Linked DNA regions of Sus scrofa: region 2 is linked to region 1. Evidence: chromatin contacts called from public Hi-C data. All regions are on one chromosome and are shown on one strand. The core of a region is the stretch at or near the end of the contact, and the rest is flanking DNA. Distances in the headings are between cores, read along the strand shown. Region 1 overlaps TMEM127 (transmembrane protein 127). Region 2 holds the start of ASTL (astacin-like metalloendopeptidase).

Evidence for each region. A called contact is a pair of places that touch in the nucleus more often than the background predicts.
Region 2: a Hi-C map of blood shows a contact between it and region 1, with 6 times the contacts expected there. A contact is called at or near these places in 1 of 5 promoter capture datasets (liver), 22 of 47 Hi-C or Micro-C datasets (alveolar macrophages, blood, embryonic fibroblasts and 7 more) and 2 of 2 datasets of targeted methods (alveolar macrophages and skeletal muscle).

The regions. Positions count from the first base shown.
Region 1 is chr3:47,017,344-47,024,903 of Sscrofa11.1, reverse strand. It overlaps TMEM127 (transmembrane protein 127), which reads right to left. Exons shown (of 11, transcript XM_021087100.1): 11 at 7,245-7,560. STARD7 (stAR-related lipid transfer protein 7, mitochondrial) reads right to left here. Exons shown (of 8, transcript XM_003124844.6): 8 at 7,236-7,560. Among named protein-coding and RNA genes, the nearest start is that of STARD7, 28 kb to the right of the region's middle.
Region 2 is chr3:47,054,216-47,061,775 of Sscrofa11.1, reverse strand. It overlaps ASTL (astacin-like metalloendopeptidase), which reads right to left and starts at 3,672. Exons shown (of 9, transcript XM_003481133.4): 1 at 3,370-3,672; 2 at 2,592-2,717; 3 at 604-665. The coding sequence starts at 3,421. DUSP2 (dual specificity protein phosphatase 2) reads right to left here. Exons shown (of 4, transcript XM_021087101.1): 4 at 6,960-7,560.

The sequences.
Region 1 (7,560 bases), core at 2,939-5,438:
CTACACCACAGCTCACGGCAACGCCAGCTCCTTAACCACTGAGCGAGGCCAGCATGGAACCTGCAACCTCATCGTTCCTAGTCGGATTCATTTCCACTGTGCCACGAGGGGAACTCTGGAATTTTCATATACAATTGTCCCTCAGTATCTGTGGGGGATTGGTTCTAGGAACCCCCCTCAGATACCAAAATCCTGGAATGTCCCTTATATAAAATGGAGCAATATTTGCATATAATCTATGCACTTTCTCCCATACACCTTAAATCATCTCTAGTTGACTTAAAATACCTAATACGATGTAACACTGTGTAAACAGTTGCTGCCCTTTTTGGAACTTCCTGGAATTTAAAATGTACATATTTTTTTCAATACAAGTTTGGTTGAATCCACGGCTGTAGAATCCAAGGATGTGAAAGACCAGCCGTGGTACCTAAAATGAAAAGTCAGGGTGTGGTAATACAATCCTATTATTTAGAGACCTGGAGGGAAATACCAATATAACCCCTGTGAGAGATGAGACTGGTTGCTCCTGGGCAGGAAAAACAGTAGGATAGAGGGTTTTGCAACAAACTATAAGAACTATTTGTCTATTTATTTATGTATGTATGTATGTATGTATTTTCAGGGCCAAACCCTCAGCATATGGAGGTTCCCAGGCTAGGGGTCAAATCAGAGCTACAGCTGCCAACCTACACCACAGCCACAGCCACATCCACGCCAGATTGGAGCTGCACCTGCAACACCACAGCTCACGGCAACACCAGATTCTTAATCCACTGAGCAAGGCCAGGGCTCAGACCCCAGTCCTCATGGATACTAGTCGTGTCCATCACTGCTGAGACACAACTGGAACTATTTGACTTTTTAGATATGCAAACAATTCAGGTGTCCATTGATGAATAAAAAAGATGTGCTGTCTATATATACATGTGCATGTGCGTGTGTGTGTGTGTGTGTGTGTGTGTATACATCTTTTTAAAAAATTTATTGCAGTATAGTTGATTTACAATGTAGTATTAGCTTCAGGTTTATAGCACCATCTTTCTTCATCAAATTCCCACCTCCCTAGAGTGGGAATGGGATTGGCCACCAGGAGCAGCAAGGCAGCAAATCAGAGCTCTGCCTCCTTGTCTCCACCTCAGTCCCTCCCAGCTATACACCCTGCGTCCAGGCTGGGGGCCTCCTCTCCCCACCAACCTGTACACACCCACACAGGCTGTGGTCGTCTGACCCATTTCCTCGCTCGTGGGTGTATCCATAGGTCATGATGTCAGTGACGGCTTTGAGGGAGGGGGTGCTGTCCAAGGAGACCACAGCGAACTGTCGGTTTCAGTGAGCCATAAAAGTCTTTGCAGCAGCCTCGGTGGCCTGAGAAACAGCTCCCAGCAGGCGGCACAGCCCTGCCCCCTGCTGCTGCCACAATGAAGTTCAGGCCAGGTGACAGTGGCCACACAGGGAAGCCGTTCTGGACTCCAAAAGGGGCCATTTCTTTTGAAAAGTCACTCTTAAATTGAGTTCTCTGCCATCTCCTCTCCTTGTGTCCCCTCAAAACTCCTAGTTTTGAAGTCCTAACCCCCATACCACAGACCATGAGCTTATTTGGAAGTAGTGCCCCTGTGGACGTCACTAGTTAGGTTCAAATGAAATCATACTGGAAGAGGATGGGCCTGTCATAACTATGACAGGTTTCCTTACAAAAAGGGGAAACTTGGACGCAGACATGGGTAACCAGGGAGAACACCACATGAACATGAAGGCCGGGATGAAGGCTACCAGTGTCGCCTACCTGCAGGAGAGGCTGGTTCAGTTTTTCCCTCTCAGCCTAGGAGGAGGCCAACCCTGCTGCCACCTCAATCTCCAGCCTCCAGAACTGGGAGACATTATGTTTCTGTTATTCCAGCCACTCAGTTTGTGGCACTTTGCTATGACAGCTCAGCAAATGAGAATATCCCCTGGCATTTTTGCCTTTTTAACTGAGTCCAGAGGCTTTGAAGTAAGGCACTTAAAGTTGTAGGTATGTTTTAGCTATAAATCGGCAAAGCATGCCCCATTTCTCTTCTCTCCTTCCCTCAGCAAAATGACCTCTGAATTTTCATTGGGCAGATGGCTGCTCAACATATAGAATATTTCTCAGTGGCTGGGTGTGGTCTTCTGCCTAAATTCTGGCCCCTGGGCTGTAAAGAGAGTGGCAGTGTGTGCCACTCTGGGAAGTGTCCTCAAGGGGAGAGAGCTTCTCTCTTCCTCTTGCTCCTTCTTGCTGGCAGGGCACAGATATGCTGGCTGGAGGTGGGGCAAACACAGCCCCACGATGTTCACCTGCTAGGGAAGAGTCCCAGGCAGTCTTGGGCTCCATGTTCTAGGAAGAGCACTGACAAATTATAGTATATTCAGAATTATTATTCAGTGCTTCTTGGGTCTCATCCCTGGAGATTCTGATGTAACTGGGATTCTATCCCCTGTGATGTGGGACAGGCTGCAGAAGCCAGAATCTGGGAGGATCACAGAGCTAACATGCCCACCCTGGACTGGCTACATTCAGAAAAGAACATCAGTGTCAGTCTTGTTTAGGTCATTCTGTGGGTTTCTGTCCTTCAGGTCTGAACATAGTCCTAACTTATGTGCGTGGCAGAATTTCAAGATATGATAAAGTGCATTAACCATAAAAACGCCCAAAATTACCACTTTCAAACATCCATTCTACCTTTTTAGATGTAGTTAGGCTCTTTAAAAATAGATAATAAAGTTAGGTTACTTATAAGTCATCTGACTTTTTTTTTTTTTTTTTTTTTTGCTTTTTAGGGCCACACCTGTGGCACATCAAAGTTCCCAGGCTAGGTGTCGAATCAGAGCTACAGCTACCGGCCTACACCATGGCCACAGCAACCTGGGATCTGAGCCACATCTGCGACCTATACCAGAGCTCACGGCAATGCTGGATCCTTAACCCACTGAGTAAGGCCAGGGATTGAACCTGCGTCCTCGTGGATACTAGTCAGATTCGTTTCCACTGAGCCAAGATGGGAACTCCTGAAATTTTTTTTTCTTTGCTTTTTTAGGGCTGCACCCATGGCATATCGAAGTTCCCAGGCTAGGGGTCGAATCAGAGCTGCAGCTGCCAGGCTACACCACAGCAATGCCAGATCTGAACTGCATCTGTGACCTACACCACAGGTTGTGGCAAGGCCAGATTCTTAACCCACTGAGCAAGGATGGGGATCGAACCCCCATCTTCATGGATACTAGTCGGGTTTGTTTCTGCTGAACCACAGCGGGATCTCCTGAAGAAAATTTTAAGTGCATTTGTGGACCAGAATCAACCAGAATGAGGTTACTATTGCAAATGTGACAGTGTGTGGCCTAGGAGTTCCTTTGGAATGATGGTTTGTTGTTGGTTTTTTTTTGGTCTTTTGTCCTTTTAGGGCCACACCCGTGGCATGTGGAGGTTTCCAGGCTAAGGGTCTAATCGGAGCTGTAGCCACCAGCCTACACCAGAGCCACAGCAACGCCAGATCCGAGCCTCATCTGCAACCTACACCACGGCTCACGGCCACGCCGGATCCTTAACCCACTGAGCGAGGCCTGGGATCAAACCCACAACCTCATGGTTTCTAGTCAGATTTGTTTCCGATGAGCCATGACGGGAACTCCTGGAATGATGTTCTATCAAGTACACTGAGGTTGGTAAAAACACGCACATTTTACATTAATGTCACTTCCATCCATGGGCTATTGTTTTTAGAAAGTTTCAGGCTTATTAGAAATAAGAGCTCTCAGATTGTATGAAGGATATTTCCATTTTGAAAAGAATTTCCAAGATCCTGTCCTACAATGCTGGGTATAGAAACTGGTTATTTTGTAATTCAACATTTTAAAAAAATGCTACCTCAAGATGTCCCCAAGAAAACAGCCCCATCTCTTTATATTTGGAAACATGGTATGGAGTACATCCTACAGTTTTCAGGAGAGAAATTATGCTTCTGATACTCATAGAAAGAGCACCGTCAAACAATCGGCGATTGGATGATAGAACCAGGGGGTAGGGGGAGGCGTAAACCACATAACATTTAACAAGGATGGATAAAAAGAAAGCCCATGATCTAGGTTCCAAAGGAAGCTGACCACCCTGAGGAGGAACCTAGCACAGCAGTATTTACAGGAAACTAACCTGTTTGAAACCACCGCTAGAGGTCTTTTTTTTTTCCATTTAATTTTTTTTTTTTTTTCGCTAGAGGTCTCTGTAGCGGTCAAAGCTAGGTCTGCATCCTGGCTCTGTCACTTCCTGTGTGACTTTGAGCAAGAAAATTACTTAACCTCTGATGCCACTTCTTGCCTATGAAACAGAGAGAGCTACATCCTTGCAGGGCTCTTGTAGGATTCGATGAGATCCTGCATAAAGCATGAAGCACAGGGTCAGGCACAGCAAGTGCTTGGGAAGTGATATTATCAGCTGATTCCAAGCCCAACAGAAGACAACAGTGTGACAACAAATTAGTAACACCTTAGGTCCTAATAGTAGTATGCAGATCAAGGAGCTTGCGGCTTACTCTGTAGCCTTTAGATAGCATTAACACGCACCACTGTCACCACCAGCAATTCTAGTGTAACTGGCCTGGGTGAGGCCCAGGGATGGGTTTTCAAAGCTTCCAGGCGGAGCCAAGTTTGAGAACCTGTGTCACACTACCTATCGAAGGCAGCCATGAAGCTGCAGCCATGAAGCTGCATTGTTCTTATAATGACACTAATCCCATCACAGTGCATTACGAAGGGTAGGCACTTAGCTGCCATTGACAATGGACACAAATGCAACATGATGCTTAATTGGATCCTGAATTTGGGAGCAGAGGGGTGTAGTAAATCACTTAGGGGACAACTGGGGAAAATTTTAATATGGATTAAATTATTAGACATTGTGACACTGCTTACCTGTGTGCTAATGGCACTGTGATTACAAAGAAGCATTTTGGAGTTCCCGTGGTGGCATAGTGGTGGCAAACCTGACTAGTATCCATGAGGACATGAGTTCCATCCCTGATCTCACTCAGTAGGTTAAGGATTGCCGGCATTGCCACGAGCTGTGGTGTGGGTCACAGACGTGGCTCAGGTCCTGCGTTGCTGTGGCTGTGGTGTGAGCTGGCAGCTACAGCTCCAATTCGACCCCTAGCCTGGGAATCACCATATGCCACGGGTTACAGACAAAAAATAAAAAAATAAAGAAGAACTTCAAGTGTTTAGGGGTGAAATGTATTTGTAACTTACTTTCGAGTGGTCCTGAAAAACGTATTAATCTACTTAAGCCACCATAACCCATAAAACATACACAAACTGAGTGGCTTTAACAAGAGAAATTTATTTCTCAGTTCTGGATGCTCAATGTCCAAAATTGAGGTGCTGGCCGATTCTGTTTCTGGCAAGAATCCTCTCCCTGGCTTACCAAACAGCTGCCTTCAGTGTCCTCAGTGAGAGAGAGGCAGGGCAAGCAGCCCCTGGCAGTTCTTATAATGACACTAATCCCATCACAGGGCCCACCCTCCTGACTTCATCTAAACCTACCACCTCTCAAAGGCCACATCTCCAATACCGTCACATGGGGCTTGGGGCTCCAGCACAGACTTTAGGACATGGTCCAGCCACAGCAAAGCGTATACAGGAAGAAGATAAAGCACACCTCACAGCAAGTTGTTAGTCGGCAAAGTTAGGGGAAAGATGCACAACATTTTATTTTTGTTACACTTCCAAATTTTCAATCTGTATGAAATTGTTCAAAACTAAAAAGTGGAGGATTTTTGAAGCTGCTGGTGACATAAAGCCTGGGAAAAAGCTCAGTCACAAGAGCACTGTCTTCAAGAACATGAGGTGCTATTCCATGGAGGATTTTCTAGTGTTGTTCCGAGGAGCAAGGGGCTTGATCCATCGGGAGATGTTATGAGGTCCATGTGGTCTCGATGTAGAGGTTCCTTAAAGCTGGAGCCATTCAACAAGGGAAAAGTTGTTCTCAGTAACAACTCAGAGCTTCTCCACAGAAGTGTTCACACAGACCCTGGAGAATGGCGGGGAGCTACGCAGGGGCCTCCACGAGCAGCAGGTGAAGGCCAGAACCACCAGCTCTCCAGACGTCCGTGAGACAGACAGGTGTACAACCTGATAAGCTGCCCGCCAGCAGAGATGCCTTTCCAGTGAGGAAAGAGCTCTGTAGTTTGGGTATGCATCTGTGTTCCCCTCGCTGTCTCCCACAGGAAAAACCACAAACTTAAAATCCATGTTATGTGCAAAGTGTCTCTAAGGTATCGAATTACCTTGTGTGCACAATCCGCACTCCAGCAGAGGTGCCTGTGTGCTCTGACTACCCCCCTGTGGTGGTTCTGAGCTCATCACCTTCTCTCCAGCTGGGGTCCTGAAGTGCACCCCATCGTGCCAGAGTCCCCTCCTTCCTCACTCCCGCCCAAGTTATACTATCAACAAAGCTCTAACGCTGTCTCCTCCAAGCTGATCCTTTTCTTTTCTTCTTTTTTGGCCACCCAGCAGCATATGGAGTTCCTGGGCCAGAGATCAGAACCAATCCACAGTTGAAACCCACGCCACAGCTGCTGCAACAATGCCAGATCCTTAACCCACCACACTGGGCCAGGGATCAAACCCGAGTCCTGGCACTCCAGAGACACCACTGATTCCATTGCACCAAAGCAGTAACTCCACCAATCCTTCTTTTATTATTTCCTTTTTAGGGCCACACCTGCGGCATATGGAAGTTCCCAGGCTAGGGGGCTGAATTGCAGCTGCAGCTTCTGGCCTACACCATAGCAATAGCAACGCCAGATCCAAGCCACATCTGTGACTTATGCCAGAGCTTGAGGCAACCTCAGATCCTTAACCCACTAGGCGAAGCCAGGGATGGAACCCACATGCTCACAGAAACCAGTTGGGTTCTTAACCCGTTAGGCCACGACTGGAACTCCTGATTCTTCTCTTAAAATGAAAGGTATGAGATACTAGTAGATCCAGATGAGAAAGTAGAAATAGGTGGTTTGTTTTCAGTTGCCAAACTGGTCACCTGGAAAGGGGTCATGGTTTAAACCAAGTGGTTGGTAAGCAGTTTGTCAGTTACCAAGAAAGACCAAGCCCTGCTGCTTCCAGGGCCAACTCTATGAGCAGAACATACTTCTTTTCAACTTTATGATCAGAAAGGAATGATAAGCCCAATACACAAGATTTCCCCACCAACATCTGTCCAAAGACACACTCTTTCATCCCAATCCTTACGTATTTATTCACACATTTGATAAAAATGTCACAGTCAGGAGTGAAATCATTACAATGACATGAGTAACTGTACAGTCCCAAGTGCAGAGTCAAAATGCCCAAAAGCACAATGTGAGCAACATCCAGCCCCTGAACCCCTGTGCACTCACACCACCCACATGCTGGAAGCTAAGTTCAGACATAACCCAGGGGCTCTTCCCTGCTTCTGGCAGGTCCTGGAAGTGAGGAGAGAAATGAAAAGAATGCATCCCTCTGCTCTGCCAACGATGCAGAGAAGGTAAGAACCACTGGGACAGGGCCTTC
Region 2 (7,560 bases), core at 2,423-4,922, 37 kb before region 1:
GCCACAGGTGTGGTCCTACACACACACACACACACACACACACACACACACACACACCCCTCTGCAAGTCACCCTGATGCCCATCCAGCCTTCTCCCTTTCTGACTGTCCCTTATCCTCTCCAGCCCCCAGCCCACAGGATGGTGACTGCATTACTCCTTGTTGTGTCTTCCTTAGACCATCTACCACCTTTTGTGTTCACCATAAACACCTGCTTACAGCCCCACCAGCCACTCTGCCAACCATTTCTCATCTCTTCCTTTGTCCCAATACTCCCCTGCAGAAGGGTGGAAAGCTTGGGCTTGAAAGTTCCAACCCCCCTCCCTCAGGAAGCCCTCCCAGGCTGACTGAGGCCACCACTCCAGGTAGTAGCCTCCCTCGGGCTGCTTAGTCCTAATGGAACCTGCACTCTGCCTTTGGCAAGAGGAGGGATCGAACAAGCTATGAGCAACAAACATGGATCCCTCACATTTCACACCCTTATGACACCAAGGGTGGGCCCAAAGGTCTCTGACACTATCTATGAGGTTATTTACACCCGTGTGTGTGTGTGTGTGTGTGTGTGTGTGTGTGTGTGTACGCATGCGTGCAAGCTTACACTCACCGGCCGGAGGATGTCCCCCTCGATGAGGAAGCTGCTTTCTGGGGTTTCCTCTGGGATCAGCCCTGAGAAGGAAGGGAGGGACGTGTGGGCCCGTGTCCCCCAGAACACAGACTCGAGGACAGGCCCAGCAGAGACCTTGGCTGCAGGCCAAGAAACCCCATAAGTCTGTCCCTTCCTCAGGCTCGGGAGCTTCCCTGGGCACCGAAGCTGTATGGCCTCAAGCAAGCTGCACAGCCCCTCTGAGTCAGCCTGCTCACACGCTTCTGCTGCTCAAACAGGGCACTTCTCCCATGCCCCAGCGCCTGCCTCCTGAAATCGAGGCCCTCTGCTCTCAGGGAGCTGCTATTTCTTCCAGCTGGCTCCACCTTCCACTCTAGCCCAAGCCACACTCCCAGGAACACATCCTGGGCTCTCCTGTCCCATCTCACCTCCTACCCATCTGTGTAATAATCAGGACCTTCATGGTGGCAAGTGACAGGAACTCCAGCCCGCCCCACCACAGGAGGCCCCTGCAAGCCCCCCCTTCCCCCTTCCCCTCCCCCCACACCAGCTTCTCCTCCCTCCAGCCTCATTTTCTGCCACAGCTGGCAGCCTTTCCCACAGCCTCTTTCCTAAGTATCAGCCCCAGCAGGAATCTTAGAGAAGTGTCTGGCCTCCTGAAGGTGGCTTAGGTGGGGTTCCTAGAAGCCAGTAATTTATCATGGGCATGAAGAGAGCTGGAGAGCACTGAGGGAGAAGCGGGCTCAGCTGCAGGCCAGCCTCACCCTGACCACACGGGAGCTCTGGCCCCCAGGTGAGGCAGAATTGGCCCACCTTGAGGCAGGGAGGCTAGCCCGTGTGTTGTTTGAGTCGCTGTGGGTGGGCCGCCCCCCAAGCAGAGGAGGGCATTGCTCCGCGGGCATTCCTGGCTGAGGGCCTTCAGCTGCCAGACCTTAGCCCCCACATTCTCAGCAGCTGGGGAGGGTGTGCGCCTCCCAGGAAAGCTCACCCTGACCAGTCACTGCATGAGGCTCACAGGTAGTTACTGGGCCACCAGCAGCCCAAGCAGAGTGTCCTCCACAGCAGCTGCAAAGCAATGCCAGGGAAGCCTCTGATTGGTCTGGAAGTGGCCAGAATTAGTCACAGTGACCAAGAGGTAGCAGAGCACCCTGCTCGAGCTTCTCCCAGAGTAAGAGGTGGGTGGGCCACATGGCGGCTATTCCATCCACAGAGGCTGATTCCCCTCCCCCAGGCCTAGGTCTGCTCTCCCCCTCAACCCTGTGTTCACCCAACACTTCAGCTCCAACATCTGAACACCAGTCTGTTTCAACCTGCTTAGTCCCAGGTTGGCTATACGTTCTCATTTTTCAGCTGAGGTTCCCCAGACAGGGAGGCCCGAGGCTCATGCTTCCCGGTCTTTGGACCCCCAGCACCTCACACCTGCAGGTCATCCTGCACCAGGTGGCAGCCACATTCCTAAACATCCACTAATGACCACTCAACACCAGACTTGCAGAGCCCCATACTTTATCAGGCTGGTTTAAAAAAACAAAACAAAACCAAAAACCCCTCCACTTTTCCCTCCTTTTTATCAAAGTAACAACCCAGAAGAGCCGATACAGAAAAATGGACCTAAGAATTTGCCTGTGGGAGCTCCCGTTGTGGCTCAGCAGTCAATGAACCTGACTAGCATCCTTGAGGACCCAGGTTTCATCCCTGGCCTTGCTGATAGGATGAGCTCATTGCCATGAGCTGTGGTGTAGGTTGAAGAGGTGGCTCGGATCTGGCGTTGCTGTGGCTGTGCTGTAGGTAGGCAGCTGCAGCTCCAATTAGACCCCTAGCCTGGGAACCTCCATAAGCTGCAGGTGTGGCCCTAAAAAGCAAAAAAAAATTGCCCATGGAAGTGCTACTCAGCAAGACCCACCAAGCAAACTGGCCCATTTCCTCCCTGCTCAGCCGAGAGTTCAGCATGATACCCCCCACCTCACAAGAGGACACAGTGCCCTCACCTTGGTTAATTGCAGGGATGTCCTTGTCCCAGGATGTCTGGGTCCCCTCGGGGGTGAGGTCTTCTGCGAATCTGGTCCCACAGGCTCCAGGGCAGCGAGAGGATGAGGGCGCTCCCAAGATGCAGCCTGGCCCGGACAAGTACATAAGCACAATGCCCGAAGTGCCCCTGAGAGTGACTCAGGATGACTGGACATAGGGTGGGGTGGGGTGGGGGTGGGGGGGATTTGGGGGGGTGGTCAGAGCACAAGACCTGGGCCCTTCACACAAGTAGGCCCCCGAAGGGAGTCCCCGGAGCCCCCTGGCCTCCCCTGGTCCCTAGGGCTGGACAACTTTGAGGAAGGAGCTCCCTTGGCAGGAACAGGACGGGGCTCTAAAAGCGAACCCCAAGCTCTGAGCGTCTGGAGGGAGCAAAAAGGAGGGAGGCAGGGACAGGCCTTAGGCTCCAAGACTGGCAGCTGGGTGTGAGCTAGCCTCGGACCCTGCCCAGCAGCGCCCTCCTCAGCCCAGACCTCCGGAAATGGGCTCAGTCTGGTTGAGCCTGGGGTGAACACCTGCAGGGCCGTTCCTGTTGTCCCTCTGCTCTTAGGGTCTTCAGGAGATCCCCCTCTTGGGGCCCCCAGGTGCTGACTTCTAGGAAGATCCCTAGAAGCTGGTTCTCTGAGTCCGGCAGGTCAATTGGCATCCCTGCAGGCCCCAGCCACACCCTCTGGCCAATCCCACATTGGGTAGGCTGGAGCCAAAACAAGGAAGGCGAGGAGGGTGAAGCAACCCGCTTACCTGGCAAAGTGAGCAGAGCCAACACCCATGGCCAGAGGCCTCCCATGCTCATGCCGCCTACAGTTGGCCCCTCTATCCCCCAGCTAGCAGGAGAGCAAGTTTCCGTGAGATGAAGCAGGCTAATTGCAGACTTCAGGCTACTTCCTCCCCTTAAATAGCAGCTCCTGCAGCCTCTCACCTGCAGCCCTGCCCAGCAGCTCCCACCTGCAGCTTCTCCCACCTGCAGCTTCTCCCAGCCAACTCCATCTGCAGCCCCACCCTCTCGTACCAGCCCAGGCCCAAGCTTTCTGGACCCTGATGAGACCCTTTCTGGCCTGACTGAAGTGGGCGAGAAGGTGAGGAGAAGCAGGGCACAAGGGGTGGGGGTGGGGGTTCCACTTAGGGATGTGCTTCTGCTCAGGTCCCCTCCCTCCGCCAGGGGGCAGAGAAGCATCATGGAGAGGTGAGAGGTGGCAGAGTTGGGAGGAACCTTGTTTTCCAGCCTGGGGAGGCCCCTTTCCCACCACTGCATGGGGCTCAGATGTGGGGAACGCTGCCTGAGACCCTGAGGTGACCCCCAGTCTGACAGTGGAAGGCGGAAAAAGTCACTGTTTTTCTAAACTTTTAGTGCAGTAAACACAGAAAAGCAGACAATTGCAAGTGCTGGGAGCAGGGAGTTCCCACTGTACCTCAGTGGGTTAAGAACCCAACTAGTATCCATGAGGATGTGGGTTCGATCCCTGACCCCGATCAGTGAGGATCTGCCGCTGCCATGAGCGATGGTGTGAGTCACAGATGCGTCTCAGAGCCTACATTGCTGTGGCTACCCAGGGACTTCCATATATCAAAAGTGCAGCCCTAAAAAGCAAAAAGGAAAAGAAAAGAAAAGAAAAGAAAAGAAAAGAAAAGAAAAGAAAAGAAAAGAAAAGAAAAGAAAAGAAAAGAAAAGAAATGCAGTTTGTCTTGAGGGCATTGTGCTAAGTGAAATAAGCCACTCGCAACAGGACAAGTGGTGTATGATTCCCTTAGGTGGGGTAGCCAGAGCAGATTCAGAGGCAGATGGTAGAGACGGTGGTTGCCAGGAGCTGAAGGAGGGGGGATGGGGAGTTATCACTCAATGGGTACAGAGTTTCAGCTTTGCAAGATGGAAAAGATCTGGAGATTGTTTCCCAACAATGTACAGGAACATGCTTAGCATTACTAAAGTGCATGCTGGAAAAATAGTAAAGATGGTACACTTTGTTACATATTTTTTACCAGAATTTAAAATTTTTTAATAATTTTTTTTTTTTTTTGTCTTTTTAGGGCTGCTGCTGCAGCATATGGAATTTCCTGGACTTAGGGGTCAAATCCGAGCCATATCTGCAACCTGTACCACAGCTCTGGGCAACGCTGGATCCTCATTATTATTATTATTATTATTATTTTGTCTTTTGTCTTTTTTAGGGCCGCACCTGTGGCATATGGAGGTTCCCAGGCTAGGGGCTGAATCAGAGCTGTAGCTGCTGTCCTACACCACAGCCACAGGATCCGAGCCGCGTCTATGACCTACACCACAGCTCACAGCAACGGCAGAGCCTTAACCCACTGAGTGGGTTCAGGAATTAAACCCACATCCTCATGGATAATAGTCAGGTTCGTAACCACTGAGCCACAATGGGAACTCCAAAGACCGGATCCTTAACCCACCGAGCGAGGCCAAGGATCAAATCCACATCCTCATAGACACTATGTCGGGTTTGGGTTTTCAACCCTCTAAGCCACAATTTTTATTTTATTTATTTTATTTTATTTATTTATTTATTTGCTTTTTAGGACTGCATCTGAGACATATGGAAGTGTCCAGGCTAGGGGTCGAACTGGAGCCACAACTACCAGCCTACACCATAGCCACAACAATGCCAGATCCAAGCCAAATCTGTGACCTACACCACAGCTCACCACCAGATCCTTTAATCCACTGAGCGAGGCCAGGGATTGAACCCATATCCCTCATGGATACTAGTCAGTTTCCTTACCGCTGAGCCACAACAGAAACTCCAAATTTTTAATAAGTTGGAAGAAAGGAAGGAAAGAAGGGAGGGGCAAAAAGGAAAAGAAATACAGTTTTTTTGAAAGACAAAAACATGGGGGGCGAGGTGGAGTGGAATGGGGTGAAGGTGAGATAGTACGGAATGGGACAGGGGCCTCCACCACCAGTCCTACTGTGTGAGAAGGATCAGGGGACAGGAAGGCCTCAATGACTCAGGGCCCCAGATGTTCCCCGTTTACCCGAGCTGGGTACGGGGATGGTGGGCAGGAGCAAACAGATCCCTCAAGGTCTGTGGAAGCCCTGATGGCAACTCCACCTCTGCTCAGTCCCCCCCCAGGAGCGCCTCCCACACCCCAGAGCAGAGGGAACAAGGGACAGTGGCCCTTCAGTAGCTAATGTTTCCTGAGCACCTACTCTGTGCAGGTGCTGGGCTAAACCTTGACCCGGATTGACTCCTGTAATTCTCAATCTCACCCTAAGAGGAAAACCCCATTTCACAGACAAGGATCCTCAAATCAGAGAGGGCAAGTAAAACTGGCCTCCTAGGTGTCAAACTACACTGCCCGCCTTAGGTGGACCCTACCAGGCACTCAGAGGTGGCCTTCTGTAGGGGTGACCCTTGTGCCGAGTTTGGAAGGACAAGACCGAATGAGGCAGATGACCCTCCAAAGGGCCAGAAACATCAGAATCGAGGCTGATGTAGGATCGGCTCTTGCTGATCTGTCCTCAAGGGCCCCAGCACCCCTGCTCTTGAGCAAATCATGGCACCCCCTTTTCAGCAGCCCTCAGCCTCTGACTGTGGACGGGCCCATGCCTCACGTCTGCCCAGACAACGTCATTCCACGCTGGGCACGTAACCCATGTTCAGTGAAGACGTGCAGCTCGGGAGGCTGTGAAGAGCGCCTAAGTCTATGCCAAGGGACCTGTCCTCCACCCCAAACACCCAACCAAATGTTCTCTGGGGACAGGAAGCTTTGGATCAGGGGCTGCCATGAGCCCTGGCAGGGAGGGCATTCTGAGGCCTGGGGGCCCAGCCTGGGAAAGTGGGAGGTAAGAGGCTATGTTGCCCTGCTGTGGGCACAGGTACACACAGCCCAGGGGAGCCACACCCAACAGGCACACACAGAGACATGGGTGTGTGCAGGTCAAGAACACACAACCACACCCACAGAAGCTGTCACAGACGGCTGCACTCGCACTCACATGCATGCATGGACGCACATGCATGGACGCACACGCACGCACTCACACTCACACAAACAATCCAGAAAGTAAGTAGGTCTGCCCAGGGCAGTGCTGGATCCAGCTCTGAAGGGTACACACAATCTTGTCCCATAGGACCAAAGGTGGAAACTGGAATAAGGCCGGAGCCAGCCTCCCAAGAAACCACGGCTTTCAGCTCTAGAGACAGAAGGCTGCCTGAGAAAAGACACCAGCCCCAAGGGGACCAGGGCAAGGAGGTGAGGTCACTCTGTGCCTTCCTCCTTCCATTTTCCGCACAAAGGAAGGTGAGGTCTGATTGAGAAACGGCTTTTGAGCACTTTCCCAGGCACCAATTGGAGACCAGACACTGGAGAAGTTGTTTCTTAAACAAAACAATATTTTATTGACACATCTTCAATGTTCCATATAAATATAAAGTGCTAAGTTTCCAACCCAGCCCACAGGGCTGGGAGGAAGTGGGGGAGGGAGTGTTAAATGTCAGTTGAACACAAATAACTTTCCAGCGCCAACACAGGCGTGAAACACTCACACTCACACACACACACACACACACACACACACAGGCAACCAAGAGGTCCAGACACGGCATCTGCCTTACTTCCCCAAGCCCCGCGCAGGGCTCAGGCTCCAGGCCTCAGGGTGGACCACCCCAGACAGGGCTCCTGGTTGTCACAGCTTATTCCTTGGAGCCCTCAGGCCTCCAAGGGCTCTGGCATGGTGGGGCCAGTGGGAATCCATGGGTGTAGAGTCCAGTTCATTTCTGCCAGAGGACGGAGGAAGAGGGAAGCAGAACAGCCTCCATTCTCCTTCCAGGATGAGGACTGAGGGCCAGCCCTCAAACCCCTAGCAGAAGAGCACCAGGTGAGAAAGTCCAGCATTGCCGTATCCCCAGCGCCTCCACCTGGGGCTTTTCAAACTCCAAGGAAGGGGCCGCTCTCCTTGAGGTGGGGGGTGCA